3 separate regions of the Sus scrofa genome follow, and regions 2 and 3 are each linked to region 1. Evidence: chromatin contacts called from public Hi-C and targeted proximity ligation data. All regions are on one chromosome and are shown on one strand. The core of a region is the stretch at or near the end of the contact, and the rest is flanking DNA. Distances in the headings are between cores, read along the strand shown. Region 1 overlaps THADA (thyroid adenoma-associated protein). Region 2 has its middle 110 kb from the start of ZFP36L2. Region 3 overlaps THADA (thyroid adenoma-associated protein).

Region 1 (5,005 bases), core at 1,560-4,059:
AATTTTGAAAGACTGTGATAGCTTTGATTTGGAGGCCTTGCATGCCAGTGTACCGAATATTGATACTTCTGCAGAAGTCAAAGGTATGTATATATCAAATCAGTACCATAGTCAGTATTTGAGTGACTATGATACTCAAGGTATCATCCGTGCAAAGGTGCAAAATGCCCCCTTTCTGTATAGTCAATTGGAGGCTACAGATGTGTGCAGGACATTTCTAGAAAATAAAGTCTTCCTTGAGCTTATAGATGATTTATTTTAGGGAATGAGTTTATAAGATTTTTACCAGAAAATGATGTGCCCCAGTGCAGCGTTTAAGGTGCTTCAACAAAAAGCCTTTGGGTGCTGAAACCTGTCTTGACGGCCAGGTGATGGTGGAACAGTGATGCACAGTGAACCCAGGTTTGGGCAGCAGTCTGCTCCTCCCAGTGATATGGTTCAGCTGTGAGAGTCCTTAGTCAGGCTGCTTTTGCAAGGAAACAAACTTTATGACTCACTAGAATGTGATCTACTCTGTTGTACCAAGCCTCCAAAATTCAAGTTCTTACTGCTTGTTTTCTCATTAGTTGTTCTTTTGTAATTTCTGTCGTGCTGTAGAAAGTCATCAGAAGCAGTAATATCTTACTGATTTATAACGTATTCTACATCCTCCACTAGATGGAGATATTGTCTCATGAAAACTTTTTTTTTTCTAAAATTAAACGAAGTAATGTATGCTTGTTACAATAGTTGCAAATAATATGAACTAAAAACAAATTAATTTTGTTTTCTTTCATTTCTTTATTTCCTCCCCAATCCCACTTCTTCCCTTTTTAGTGTATATCATTTTAGACCTATTTTACGTATTTAAGTGTATGGACATTTATCCTTTGAGTTTAGTGGGCTTTTAAAAGATCAATGGGATCATGTTATAAAGATTGTTTTGTTAACTTCACTTTTATTTTTATTTTTTTTAGGGCCACACCTGCGGCACACGGAAGTTCCCAGGCTGGGGTCGAATTGGAGCTGTAGCTGCCGGCCTTTGCCACAGCCACAGCAATGCTGGATCTGAGCCATGTCTGTGACCTACACCACAGCTCATGGCAGTGCCGGATCCTTAACGAACTGAGCGAGACCAGGGATTGAACCTGTGACCTCCTGAATTCTAGTCGGGTTCGTTACCACTGAGCCAAAACAGAAACTCCTTGACTTTTAGATTTAATGGCTTATTTTTTTTTTTTTTTTTTTTTTTTTTTTTTTTTTTTAATATCAGCACTAAAATACTACTAAAGCTAGAAAAAGAGAATAAGGATTATTATAGCTTATTGACCATGGAATTTAAATAATATTTTGAAAGTCCTATCCTGTTCTTTTACTGATATGGCAGCCAGCCCCCATCACCAAAACAAATAATGAAATATATTTATTAGAGTCATATTTTACAGATGATTGAGGGACAGAAAGAGTTTATTGCATTAATTTCCAAAGGTTAGACTTCGGTTTGAGGGATAGTGTTGTGTTCTATTTTTAAATTTACTTTGAAAATAGTACATTAAAAAAATACTTAGCGTGATTCCTACTCATAGCACATGCCCAACAAATGTTTGTTATTTTTTCCTGAATAAATATAGCATATGACAAATTGGTTTGTTCAAGTTGATTATTCTTGGGGAAATTATGAATAAGCTTGTTCTGAGAAACCTGGGATGTGAGTAATCAAGTGGCGAATGTTGCAATAGTTTTTTTTTTTTTTTTTTTTTTTTTTAAGGTAAAGAAGGAAAAACATGTGATGTAACTGCTCAAATGGTGCTGGTATGTTGTTGGCGAAGCATGAAGGAAGTCGCTTTACTCTTAGGCTCCCTGTGCCAGCTGCTCCCATGCGGTCTGTGCCACAATCTCCTGATGGATTATTGACAGTGGAGCAGGTAGGGTAGATGTTTATTCCACCTGGTTTAATTTCTGGTCAAGGCATAAATCACAAACTTATTTATCACCCACCTGAAAAACTTTTAAAAATTTCTTCTTGAATAAAATCTTACAGATGTCAACCGAAGAAAGTTCTCTAAAGTGTAGAAATTAGACCTTGCAGTACATTTCAAAACTGTGGCCTTTTTAGAAACATTGTACTTTTTCTAAGTTATGTTAAATAATGGTAGATTTTTATTTCACTTTTAACCTCAATCTGATCATTTGAAATTTTTATTTCTCCATTTAACACACACAAACTTTAAATTGAAATGAGACCTTCTATTTAGTAAAACTTCACATGCCCATCAAATTTTGCAAAAAAAAAAAAAAGTACTATGTTAGTTGATTATGGATTTCTTGTTTCCCTCTACATTGATGATGATAAAGTTGTAGTTGCTTGGGGTTTTTTTGGCTGACTTTTATTTTTAAGACCACAAAGTTAGTTCACCATCTGGGACTTTTCAGGCAACTTGAGTGCTGTGTTTACAAGAAATTAGTCTACCACAAGCATTTCATTTAGAAATATTTTAGATTTATTAGATTTCTGTTTTCAATTGATTCCCTCTTCCTTTCCATAGGGCTTCAACAAATCCATTTCCCACCATTTCCCAGCAAAGATATATAACATGTTCTTTCATTTTTAACCTTTTCCAAGTAAAGATGATTTCTTCCATCGGGTGTTACAACATTTAAGAACAACACAAATATTGTAGTATGCTAATGTTCATTATTTCTATAATAACCATGTGACTGGTTTCGTGGAAATACTGCTAATGTTTTTATTCTCACACTCTCTGTGGCTGATGTGCTTGCATCTGGATAACAGCTGGGCCCCTGATGTTGCAAGGCTCTGAGATGGAGGACGGCGAAAGGGAACAGGACACTGCCAGCATCGTTATGTTCCTTATTCTCTTCCAAATCAAATAGGCGTCAGTGACCTAGAGTTACTTGCAGTCATTGCCGGTGACTGGCTAGAGTGCCAATGCCAACATCTTTGCTGAGGAATCCAGCTATGATTAATGATTACTTCACTGATGTGAAGTAAACATGTGCTAGAGCCCCTTGACTTCTCAACTTTTCAAGGACAACTTAAAATATCCAGTTTTCTGGGTTTGTTGGCTAGTGTTCAAAAAAAAAAAAAATTAAGGAAACAGATTTCTCTTTTACTGTAGCTGAGAAAGACCTGAAAGCGTCCTGCAAAAATCATTTTGCCTTGACACCTTTACAGAGCACCCCAGTCTTACAAAGTTATGTGGGATATCCATGTTAAAATTGTGAATTAATTTTTAAATGCAAATTAATATAAAATAGCTATTTGTAAAAACAACAACAGTAATGAAGGGAGGCTCTTATAAACCAAAGAACTCTTCTAATGACTGTTTTCTTGAGTAAGAAATAGAATCCATAGGCGTTCCCATCGTGGCTCAGCAGTTAAAGAACCAGACTAGTATCCATGAGGACACGTGTGGCTCGGATCTCAAGTTGCTATGGCTGTGGTGTAAGCCAGCAGCGGCAGCTCCAACTTGAGCCCTGGCCTGAGAACTTCCATGTGCTACACATGCGGCCCTATAAAGTCCAAAAAAAAAAAGAGAAAGAAATAAAATCTTGTTTTTCTGTAAAATGCCCATTTCCATTCTAATGAGATCATCTCTCCACGTCACCTTTTCTGTGGTGACCCCACATATATATGCTTGAGAGGAAATTCATGACTGAATGAGTGCCTAAGAGTGTGTGTGATAGCACTATTCTGACACTGAAACTATGCCCTCTGTGGAAAATTTTAGGCTTGATCATGCTAAATTTTACTTTAAAAATGCCTCAGTTTAGGAGCATTTAGTCAATGAGAAATGAAAGTCATCAAGACGTTAGCATTATTCATATTATTAGAGAATTCCTGCTTTTAAACATTAAAATTTTGCTCCATGAAATTCACTTAAACTAAACGCATTCCCATGTACTCAGTACTTTTAAGAGATGGAAATAGCAACATTGGAGGTTTGGGATTAGCATGTGCACAGTGTGGCATATAAAATAACTGGCCAACGGGGACTGGCTGTATTGCACAGGGACCTCTACCCAGTATTCGGTGATGATCTATATGGAAGAGAATCCGAGAAAGAATGGATATGTGTTTATGTTTAACTGAATCACTTTGTTGTACAGCAGAAATTATCACAACATTGTAAATTAACTACACTTCAAGAAAACTTTAAAAAGATGAACAAAAAGTTAAAATAAATGACAGAGAAGAAAGTAGTTTACTCTGGAGTGGCAGGGCCATACCTAAGGTCTCCCTTCCAAGGGCATAGTCGCCCTGGCATTGCTAGGTCTTCTGTGCACCAGGAGGAAAAGCTACTAATTTAAGTCAGCAGCATCGGTGAATGTGACCACAACAGACCTGCAGATAGTCGCTGGAGTGACTTGCAGGTGGAATGCTCCCTGTTGTGGGGGGAGAATTTGGAACATGGATTTCTTATCCCCAAGAATCGTAATAACTGATCTTTTCTCTTGATGGACAAAAGAAGCTTTTCTTTACAACCTGAAATACTGATGTTCAGTCTGGTGCTTTTCTTGCTTCCCGCTCACCCTTCACCATTGGAAAAGTAACAGGATTCTGTTAGTTTGAAAATTGGGGCCTCTCAAGTAGACAACAGGGAGGATTTCTTTTGAAACTCACTTGCTGATATTACAGCCCTTGGTTACAGGAGTAACATCTTCAGCCCTCAAATGTGAATGTAGTTTATAACAGGCCAGCAGGTAGTGAGCCTCTAATTGGGGGATTTTTGCTGCAGTGTGAGGAGAAGATCTGGTGCACGTTTGTAATTCTGCGTATTCAGAGCTGTAGTCACAGAGCCTTAGAGCTGGAAGGAGCCCAGAGATGATAGTATCCAGCTCCCTTGTACAAGGGGAGACTGAAGCCCTTGGACGTTACCTGATTTGCCCAAGATCACAAAGCTGGTTTGTGGCAGCTCAGGGACAGGAACCCAGTTCTTTTGCTTCCCAGGCTGCGTTCTGACACGACACAGTGCCCCCTTTGTTCTGAATGGCTCATTTAATT
Region 2 (5,005 bases), core at 1,282-3,781, 390 kb after region 1:
TTCCAGTTCCTGGCAAAGCTCTGCATCCTCAGAGGAACCGGTGGGCTTCTGATTATGGGCCACGTAACTCATGAAACTGGCCCCAATTCTCATGTCACTTGGGCCACCAGGAAACTCAGAGCCAAAGGTGGGGCTCCACTCTAAGGATCCTAGAGCATCTCTTGGCCTGTTGCATAGAGCAGATGATTTCTTCCCAGATGCTGATTTCTAACAGCTAAGATGGTGATGACGATGATGTGTGCACCTCGTCAACTGCTTTAGGGCTCCAGTGGGACTGGAGTGGGAGTGTCCATCCTGGAAAACAGGGATGGAGGACCAGCCAGGGCGAGTGAAAAAGGAGGAGGGGGAGGCGAGGAAAGAGATGGTGTGAGACCTGGTGAGGTGGGACGAGACCCTTTCTAGGCCACTTCGGGGTTGGTTAAGGGTCTAGCGTCACTCACCCGTAGAGGGTGAAAAGAGGATTTTCCATGAATTTGTGAAGACAACCACAGCTGTTGCTCAACTTGAACTTCTCCCTGTGCAACCCCCCCCCCCAACTTTCTGGGTATTTTTGTGATGTTGTGAAACTCTGAAGCTTGCAGTGTCTCCTTTCTCTTCCTCTTCGCTCCTCAGCCCAGGCACCCCTCCCCTCTTTTCCTTTTTCCGTCTCTGCCCTTCTATAGCTCCCGCTGCCCCCCCCCGCCCGTCCCACCTCTGGGGCGCAGGGGCGAGAGCTGTGCTGCCCACCGTGACTGCTCACCCTCTCCAGCCTGAGGTCCACAGCTTTGCTGCTGGAGCATCGGAAGAGGGCTGAGGAGTCCGGACCCCTCACGGAAAGCGTAGCAGCAGAGTATCGAACATGAATCGAAACTGCTACTGTCTGCCAAACACTTAGGGACCATTATCATTGCCCTTTGAGTGGATTTATTTTCATGAGTCATATGCTTCAGCAGCTCACTGTCCTAGCCAGGCCCCTTCACCTGTCTGTTTATCCATCCTCTAGGCTTCAACTCCATTGACATTTGGGGTCAGATATTTCTTTGTTACGGGGGCTGTTCTGGGCATTATGGAGTGTTCAGCAGCATCCCTGGTCTCTAGCCACTAAATGCCAATAGCACCCCCACCTTATGACAACAGAAAAAGTCTCCAGACATTGCCAAACATCCCCTGGTGGTGGTGGGGGATGGGGGGGGGCAAAATCACCCCTAGGGTGGGAATCACCATCCCTTCTGTCCCATTCGTCACTTGTACCTCCCTCTCTGATACATTAATCGGTACCCTGTTCGCGTTGGTTCTTGCAGCTGTTAACTGCCTGCTTGTATCCTTTGCTCAGTTTTCCATTCAGTCTGCCATCTCCTTCTTTGGTTTGTGAAGGGTGGTTTTTGGAATTTCCACTATGGTACAATGGGATCTGTGGCATCTCTGGAGTGCTAGGATGCAGGTTCGATCCCCAGCCCAGCACAGTGGGTTAAGGATCCATCGTTGCCGCCACTGTGGCTTAAGTTGCAACTGCAGCTCAGATGTGATCCCTGGCCCAGGAACTCCATATGTCATGGGGTAGCCAAAAACGAAAAAAAAAAAAAAAAAAGAAAAAAAAGGACAAAGCTATTCTAGAGATGAGACCCATGTTGGTTTGGACCTGTGATGTCTTCTCATGTTCTGCCGTCCATCTATTAACTGTCACCTTCCAAGTGAGGACATGGAGGCACAGAGATTAAAACTCCAGCAAGTGGCAGAGCCAAGAGATGAGCCCAGGTCTCTGTCTTCAGAGCCCAGGCTCTTGACCCCTGGGGATACAGAGACATGCCTTCCTTCCAAATGTGCCATCAGAGAAAGGCAGACAAGATCAGGCACTTGAGGCCTGGGGAGGGGAAGGAGGTGGTTTGCTCAAGGTCACAGCTAGTCACCAGCATTACCTGGATCTCCTTGGTACGATGCCAAGTGTCTTGGGAGTTGGATTGAGCCTTTACTTTGGTCTGGGAGCGGCCAGATTTGATGGCCAATGTCTGATGAGAGACCCTGGCTGCCGCGAGCCAAGGAGGCAGGGATCTGAGAGTGCCAGGTAGGGAGGGCTTTGCTAGCTCTGCCCAGAGGGAGGATGGACAGGGCTCACAGACTCAGAACTGGCAGATTTCTGGATCTGGGCTTTCTGTGTGCGCAGCAATGCTTTCTGCGCCCAGGGCCCTGGCAGAAGAGTGCTTCTTACCAGGCCCAGAGGATGATGGATGAAGGGGGAGCAGGGGGCAGGGCAGTGGGGGCTTTGTTCCCTAAATGCCATTCACATGACTCTCTGACCTCAGAGTCCTTCCCCTTTCTCTTGTCTTTTTCTCCTTCACTGCCTTCGGCCCTGCTTCGGTTTCCCTTCTCTATTTTCCTTTTCTCAATCCACACAAAGCCCTCAGAGGGCTCGAGCTGCCCTGGGGCCTCCTGCCTCTTGTGAGGTTGGTTTCCAGGGCCCGGACCACAGTCCTGGGGCCATCTGCCTTGGAGGGGCACAGGGAGGCCTTGGGGGCCTGGTAGGGAGCAGGCAAGCCAGTGAGCCAGCACCCAGTAGCTGGCCCTGAACCTAGTATCCTGCCAGGGTGGGGGTGCAGCGGGGCAGCCCCAGGGGCAGTCCACAGCCCTCCCCACCCATCCACGACAGACAAGCCTCGCTACTCACGGAGTCCATCCCACTGGCCTCAAGAGCTTCTCAGCAGAGAAGGTGGCACCCAGATGTGGCATCTCTGGCTTACAGCTTCCTCTTTCGTTTCTAGATGCCTTTTCCACAATGGTTCTGAACTCTTTCTGCTCATTCAGAATCACCTGAGTAACCTTCCAAACAGACTGAGGACCAGGCCCTGAGCTGAGATTCTGGTTTCTTTGGTCCGGAGTGTAGCTGGGGTCGGAGATGGTGTGGTTTTCCCAGGTGATTCTGATCAGACTCGGGCGTGAGAGCCTCTCTTTTACAGGGGGCCGACTGTCACCGAGAGGACGAAGAATGCATTTTCGGAGGCCTGGTCAGACCACCCTCAGTGAGACGGGTGTCCCTGGGCACAGCTTCTCTCCCATCCCTGGGCACCCTAGGGAGAAACGACCCATGTGTGGAATTTCAGACTTGGAAGGGGCCTGGAAAATCAACCAATGTATCCATCCCTTGTTCTCCAAAGGAGAGGCCTGTGCCTGGGTGTGGGGGGGCAGTGGTGGGGGGAGTAAGTGAGGTGCCCAGGGTCACAGAGGGCTTGGGCAAGGTCAGGAAACCCGTCAGGTTTCGGGCGGTCAACTTCCCCCAGCTACCCTCAGCCGGGCCCCTTTCAGGAGTTCTCTCTAGATTAGATTGCTGGGGAGACTGTGACCCCGGGAGCAGTACTGGAGCGGGGGCTTCTCACTGTTTCCTGGAGGGGGAGACTGGCCTTCTGAGCCTGGGAGAGGGTGGCAATGGCTAGAACGAGTGGCTGTTACTCTCGGCCAAACTTTGCAAGAGAACTTGCCGAGCCGCTGACTTTTTGCAGCTGTTTTCTGGGGGCTGTGGACTGAAAGGGGAAGTTTGGCTGCATTTAGAAAGTTGTCCACAAAGAGGAATGGCGGGGGCAGGGGTGAGGAGGGTGGCCGGGCTGCGGAGCTGGAGGAGGAAGGTGGGCGATCTGGGAGAAGTGCCAGCAGAGGCCTGAGGACAAGGGTTTGATTTGGGCCCACATGTGGTCACTTTGGAAACTTCTTGGGGTTGGGGGGGTGCTGGGGGAAAGTGCAAGGGTGGGGGAGGGGGGAGAAAAGAAAAGGAGAAGGGGGAGGGCAGGAGTTCCCAGCTGGGGAGCCTAGCTTTTTCTTGGATTGGAAGCAAACATCAAGGGTGCTGGGAACCTGCCCAGCTCTGGCCCAAAGGCCCAGCCAATGGTTTCCTCTGAGGGGCACAGGGACATGGTGAGAGGGAGGAGCTTCGTCAAGATGGCACAGCCCAGGAGTTCCTGTTGTGGCTCAGCGGTAATGAGCCCAACTAGGATCCATGAGGTTGCAGGTTCAATCCCTGGCCTTGCTCAGTGGATTAAGGATCCGATGTTACTGTGAGCTGTGGTGTAGGTTGCAGACATGGCTCGGATCCTGAGTTGCTGTGGCTCTGGTGTAGGCCGGCGGCTGTAGCTCCAATTCCACCCGTAGCCTGGGACCCTCCATATACCATGCGTGCGGCCCTAAAAAGCAACAAAACAAAACAAAAAAACAGCACAGCCCACGACAGGGGCCAATTAAAGGGGGACATTTCCCCTCCCCTCAGGTCACAGAGATTTCTCTGGGCGGCCTGAAATGTCCCATCTTTAAGGCCAGGAAGGCATCCAACCCCTCAGGGACCAAGCAGGGGTCCAGAATCCAGGGCAGCAGCAGGAAGAACACTCCAGCTGCCCTGACTAAAGAGCCCCAGGCCTCAGTCTCCTCCTCCTGTCAGCACCTGGGAGGAGCAGTCTCACTGTCCTGTAACCACGATCCAGGCCCCAAGCACCAAGGAGGACAAGGGTGCGCCTGGTGACCCTGTGCTCTCGATCAGCGTCAGGCCCCTGTAGGGTGAACTCCGCTGCCCCCAAGCCGAGCCTTCTCCACGCCCCTGTATGCGGGGGTAGAGTGAGGGGGCAGAGGTGGGGGGACCGTAACTTTGACCCGGAGCCTCTCCCAGAAGATCGCGCCTCCAGCAGAAGTGTGCCCAGCAGAGCTTCTCTTCCCAAGGCGGTCCCACCCCCAGAGGGCATGAGAAGAGACTCTAAGAGGCAGGGCCCATCTGTCCTGACACTGACCACGCCACCCTGGCCGCAGAGACGGTGCGGCTGTCTTTCTCAGAGACATGGTGGAATCAGCATCCAGAAAGACCCACTCTGAGGAGGGGCAGGGGGGGTGGAGGCGCTGCTTCTGCCTCCATGGCTGAGCCTCCAAGCATCTCTCAATGAGCCCGCTCCGTGTGCCCTGGCAAAGAAGGCAACTCAACCCAACTCACCGAACAAGCTCCCACTCACTCTGTTACTCGATGTCTTTGCTGAGCACCCACTATGTGCCAACGGCCGAG
Region 3 (5,005 bases), core at 1,446-3,945, 260 kb after region 1:
TTGTTTAATCCAGCATTTTCCAGACTTATTTAATAGATTCCCCCCCCCACTTTGGTTGGTTTTTGGAGTTTAGAGTTTTCTGTTTTAAGTATCTACGAACATTGACCAGCTATAATGGAAAAAAATAAAAATCGTTAAAATAGATAATCCACTAGCACCTACTGTATAGCAGAGGGACCTCTACTTAATATTTTGTAACAACTTGTAAGGGAAGAGAATCTTAGAGTATGTTATCACTTATATGCATAAAGCATATATGTTATGTACCCAAAAAAGTATCTGTCAACATTCCCAGCATCTCAAGGGAAACTTTTTGGGAAATGATGGCCAAAGAGGATAGGAAGCAGGGATTTAGTGAGAAGATGGGTGATGAAGAGGGTTGCTGGAACCCAGGGCTGTACAACAATTTGGTGAACCCGCTCCTTGGACCCTGTTTCTCTGTGTCATTGTTTGTTCAGTTCATCATTTATTCAACAAACATTTGTTATTGGGGGAAATGGGAGACGAATGGCTTCTTGGAGGACAGCTCATTAGAACTGAAGCTTAAAGGTTAGATATAATTTGAGTGAGAGAAGACGGCAACGATGGGGAGCATTCCAGAAAGACAGGGTTGGCCAGGTGTGAGGCATGTGCAGGAAAGGAATAAATTAGTAGGCAAGTCTTCATACGCACAGAGGATGAGGTGAAAGGAAGCTGGGATGCAGCAGAGGAGCTTTGGATCAAGCAAGACTCTTTCTCTGATCCAACCTGCTCCAGCACTGGGTGGAGGGAGCATATTGGCTCCCATGACTGAGAGTTCTGGGGTCAGGGCTGGCTTCAGATGTGGCATGATGCAAGGGCTCAGACAGTGTCCCAAGGACCTGGTTTCTTGCCATGTTCTTCCTCTGTCCTTAGGTTGGTTCTGTTTTCAGATAAGCTCTCACTCCCCTGGAAGTTCTAAGATGCAGCAGCTGCTCTAGCCTTTGCATCTTGGTTTATTCGAGGCCTGTGTCACTCAAATCTCTTTTAAAGGCTTTTTTTAATGACTGTAGTTGGGTTCCAGGCCCATCCCGGAACTAATCTCTGAGGCAAGGATGATGATGATGCCCTGAGTGGCTTAGACCTGGGGTAGGTGCTCATGCTTGGGGCGGGGGGCAGGATAACCACACCCAAACCACATGGGCCAAAATTGTGGAAGGGCTGATTCTCCAGGAGAAGACTGGGGCACAGCCATCCAGAGAAGGCAAATGGAAGCTAAGCCCACAAAAACAGCAGATGTCCACGGAAACTGGGAGAGCCACGGCAGTGAATCTGGATATCATTTGCACCAGAAAACCAGTAAAAACTTTTGAACAAATAAGTAACATGATCAGAGCTATACATTAAGATTAATTCAGCTACAGTTTAATAGCTGCCATGTGCTTGGCACATGGTAGGGGATCAGTAACTATATATTGAAAGAGGGAGATAAATGGATGGATTAGGGGTGGGGAGAGAGAGAAATTAAAGGTAAGGGAGCATTTGTAGAAGACTCTGGTAATAGTTTGGGAGAGGAGCTAGCCAAGGAAGTAACCAAGCCCCATCAAGAAGACCAAGAGGTTCCATTGTCATGAACTCACCTAAGGAAAAATGAGCAAGGACAGAGTTGGTCAGCCATGCCGCTCACCATCAAAAGATCTGGTCAAAGAGAATAAGGATGGAGGAAATGTCCTAAGTGAGAGTTGAGAGAGAAGGTCCAGTAGTGGGAAGGTCAGAAGCCAGCTTCAAGGAGTTTAAAAGTAAGGAGGAGGCCACTCTGTAACAGTCATCAATCTTCTTATCCGGCCCCCTTCAAACTCAGCAAAAAAATGCTCCTTCATGTCCATGAATCCTTTGTGCAGCAGCTCATTCCATCCCCAGGACCTTCCTCCAGCCACGGCGCCCTTTTCTCCCATATGTCTGCAGGCTCTCCTCCTCCCTCTCCAGGCTCTCTCTCCTGTCCTAACACTGCGTTTCCCAGACCCTGCTCTGCTTTCAAGCTAATGTTTCAAAAGAATCATTAGAGACGTTTTCAAGTGGGGGAGGACAGAAGTTTGAGCTTATGCTGAATGTCTTTTGTAGAAAACAAGATTATCTGGAAGAATGAGTGGTTAAGGGAGTAAAGATATAGGGACAGGGAGAAGGTTGGGACAGTTTATACAGCGGTTCAGTTAGGAGGCACCACCCTGTAGGTCCAGAATATTTTCATCACCCTCCAAAAAAATCCCGTATCCATGAAGCAGCCACTCCCTAGTCTCCCCTCCCTTTCCAGTCCCTTGCAGCCACCAATCTGCTTTCAGAGTCTCTGAATTTTCATAGTAGGGACTTCAAAGAGATGGTTGAGTGGGAAGGCGAGGGGATCGTGTAGAGGTAGAAGGCGTTTGCTGATCGGCCTGAGTCAGAGATGAAGCAAAGAAGGAACAGCCTCTACTGGAAAGGGAGGAGTATGGCAGCTTCTGCCAGGACCAGAAAGCTAGGGAAAGGATGAAAAACATGGAGAGTGTGCTCACAGTAGAGCAGATTTGGATTAAGAGCACTTTTCCTAGTAGCTTTTAAGGAAACCCATTCCCCGAGCCTTGGGGCGCGTCTGAATAAAGCATGAGGATAGGGAGGAAATGAGAGGAGGTTTTATAGGCGATTCCTGAGAGAGCCCATAGCAGGGGGCTCTGTTCCCTCCCCTTGATTGTAAAATGTGTGACCTGAGACAAGGTGGCTCAGGACTGTGTGCTGGTCACCAGAGCTGAACACGGCTCCCTGACAGCCTTCCCACCTCCCCGGGGGTCCCCAGTTCTGCGTGCATTTCCCAAATCAGTGCTGCTGGGCATTGTGACAGATAGAGGGTCCTGGGATTCGGGTTTGGGGGCTTCTGTTTTTAGAGAACAGACAAATAGCTTTTAAGGGGAAGGAAACAGGACACCAGCGAGCTTCGTGTCTGTGTTCTCTTCCAAGAGTGCTGCTCCGTAATGTAATTGTATTCAGACATTTTTTTTGCATGACATCAGGGAATAGCCTCCCTTAAAAGCTTTCATGAAAAAGCACAACTATAAAACAGACTCAGGCAATGAAATGGAAACCAGACGAGTGGGTCTGTGTAATTCGGGTAAAGAGATTTCTCCTTATGGCTTTGTGATCCGATCTCTGCTCTCTGCATAAAAGTCTATTTCACAGGATCCACTTACATATGAGTCTTACCTTGCAGGTGCTTCTAGACATAAAATGTCTTGCTTTCTTAGCAAACGTGATGAGGTGTAGGAAAACAAGGGTTCCCTCCGCAGTGGCTGTTCAGACCACCCTCCTCTGCCTGCCCCCTTTCCAGCCCTCTGAGTCTAAACCTCTGTCCTTGGGTGAGCCAACCAGCAGCAGGGAGGGAGGGCTGGCCCCTCTTCGCCTCTTTCGAGCCCTATGTACCCCTCCATCTGTCCACCCCTCCCACCCCTGCTCAGGGCTAGTCTTTGGGACATGTGTCCGGGGGAGCAATACTCACTGAGGAGCCCTTTTCTTAACCCCACCCCCTTTAATTTAAAGACACAAGGGTATAAAATTGAATTTCCCACCATCCTCTATTCTTGGCACACCCTCTGGCTCCGTCCCCAAGGAGATCTTTTCTTTCTGTATTTTTTTTTTATTAAGGTGAAATTCACGTAACATGCAATTAACCATTTTAAAGTATACCACACGGTGGCATTTGGTAATTCATAATATTGTGCAACCATCACCACCCTGTAGGTCCAGAATATTTTCATCACCCTCCAAAAAAATCCCGTATCCATGAAGCAGTCACTCCCTATTCTCCCCTCCCTTCCTAGTCCCTTGCAGCCACCAATCTGCTTTCTGAGTCTCTGAATTTCTCTATGTTGGCTATTTCATAGAAATGGAATCATATAATGTATGACCCTTCCTGCCTGGCTCTTTTCACTAGGCAGAGTGTTTATAAGCGTCATCCATATTGTAGCATGTAGCAGTGCTTCATTTATTTTTATGCTCAAGTAATAATGTGTAGTATGGATGTACCATATTTTGTTTATCCTTCATCCAGTGATGGATACTTGGGTTGTTTCCGCCTTTTGGCTACTGTGAATAACGCTGCTGTGAACATTCATGCACAAGCGGTTGTTTGAGTACTTATTTTCAGTTCTTCTAGATGTATACCTAGGGCTAGAGTTGCTGGATTATATGGCAGTTCTGTGTTTAACTTTGAGAAACTGGCGGTCCTTTCTTGACGGAGTCTCCTAGGTCTGCTCTGACGAGGAATAACAGGGGTGGACCACCCCTTCCTCACCCTCTAAGACACATTGACCTCATCCTGCTAGATCTAGAGAGAAACTGAAGGAATAAGCCAGAGGAAGCAGGAGTCTTTCTGGAAATGAAGAAGTCACCAAAGAGGTACTGAAAAGGCTGGACTCAGGCAAGGCAAGAACTTAGTAAGATAGGGACTCAACAGCCTGGAGTGAAGGAAGATGGGAAGCTAATACCTGCATGGCTGGTATGGCCCATGCACTCGTGATGGGGCATGAAAAAGGAGGGCCAGGAACTTACTTATTCCCGTAACTATGGGGGCAGGGGAGCCAGGCAGAATGAACCCTTCTGCTAAGGAGTTAAGACACTCTGGCTTCAAGGAGCCACTGAAAAGCTTTTTTTTTTTGGCCTCAGCAGCGTGCGGTACTTGATGTGGGATCTCGGTTCTCAGACCAGGGATTGAACCTGAGCCATAGCAGCGAACGTGCTAAATCCCAAGCACTAGACCACCAGGGAACTCTCACTGGAGACCTTTAAAACAAAGGGTTAGAAAGATTGCCCGGACCACAGGGTAGAGGAGGGATGGCTTGGAGACAATGAAGACAAGACTGGAAGCAAGGAGGCAGGTTGGAAGGTTGCCCTTGTTCCAAAGGAGGACGTGTGAGGGTGAACCTCAGAGCGGGGGTGGACAGGTGCAGTTGTCAGGACAGGTGACTGTGGATACAGAGGTGAGGACCAGAGGCGGGATGCCAGGGACAAGAAAGGAACTCTG

What was found. Hi-C and Micro-C count contacts between places; a contact is called where the count stands out from the background.
Region 2: a targeted proximity ligation map of alveolar macrophages shows a contact between it and region 1. A contact is called at or near these places in 2 of 47 Hi-C or Micro-C datasets (alveolar macrophages and retroperitoneal adipose tissue) and 2 of 2 datasets of targeted methods (alveolar macrophages and skeletal muscle).
Region 3: a contact with region 1 is called in a Hi-C map of fetal skeletal muscle, with 2.2 times the contacts expected there. A contact is called at or near these places in 1 of 47 Hi-C or Micro-C datasets (fetal skeletal muscle) and 1 of 2 datasets of targeted methods (skeletal muscle).

Annotation. Positions count from the first base shown.
Region 1 is chr3:96,919,777-96,924,781 of Sscrofa11.1, forward strand. It overlaps THADA (thyroid adenoma-associated protein), which reads left to right. Exons shown (of 40, transcript XM_021088406.1): 21 at 1-83; 22 at 1,748-1,849; 23 at 1,852-1,904. Among named protein-coding and RNA genes, the nearest start is that of THADA, 50 kb to the left of the region's middle.
Region 2 is chr3:97,306,555-97,311,559 of Sscrofa11.1, forward strand. No RefSeq gene overlaps it. Among named protein-coding and RNA genes, the nearest start is that of ZFP36L2, 110 kb to the left of the region's middle.
Region 3 is chr3:97,176,261-97,181,265 of Sscrofa11.1, forward strand. The region is part of intron 38 of THADA (thyroid adenoma-associated protein); the gene reads left to right. Among named protein-coding and RNA genes, the nearest start is that of ZFP36L2, 22 kb to the right of the region's middle.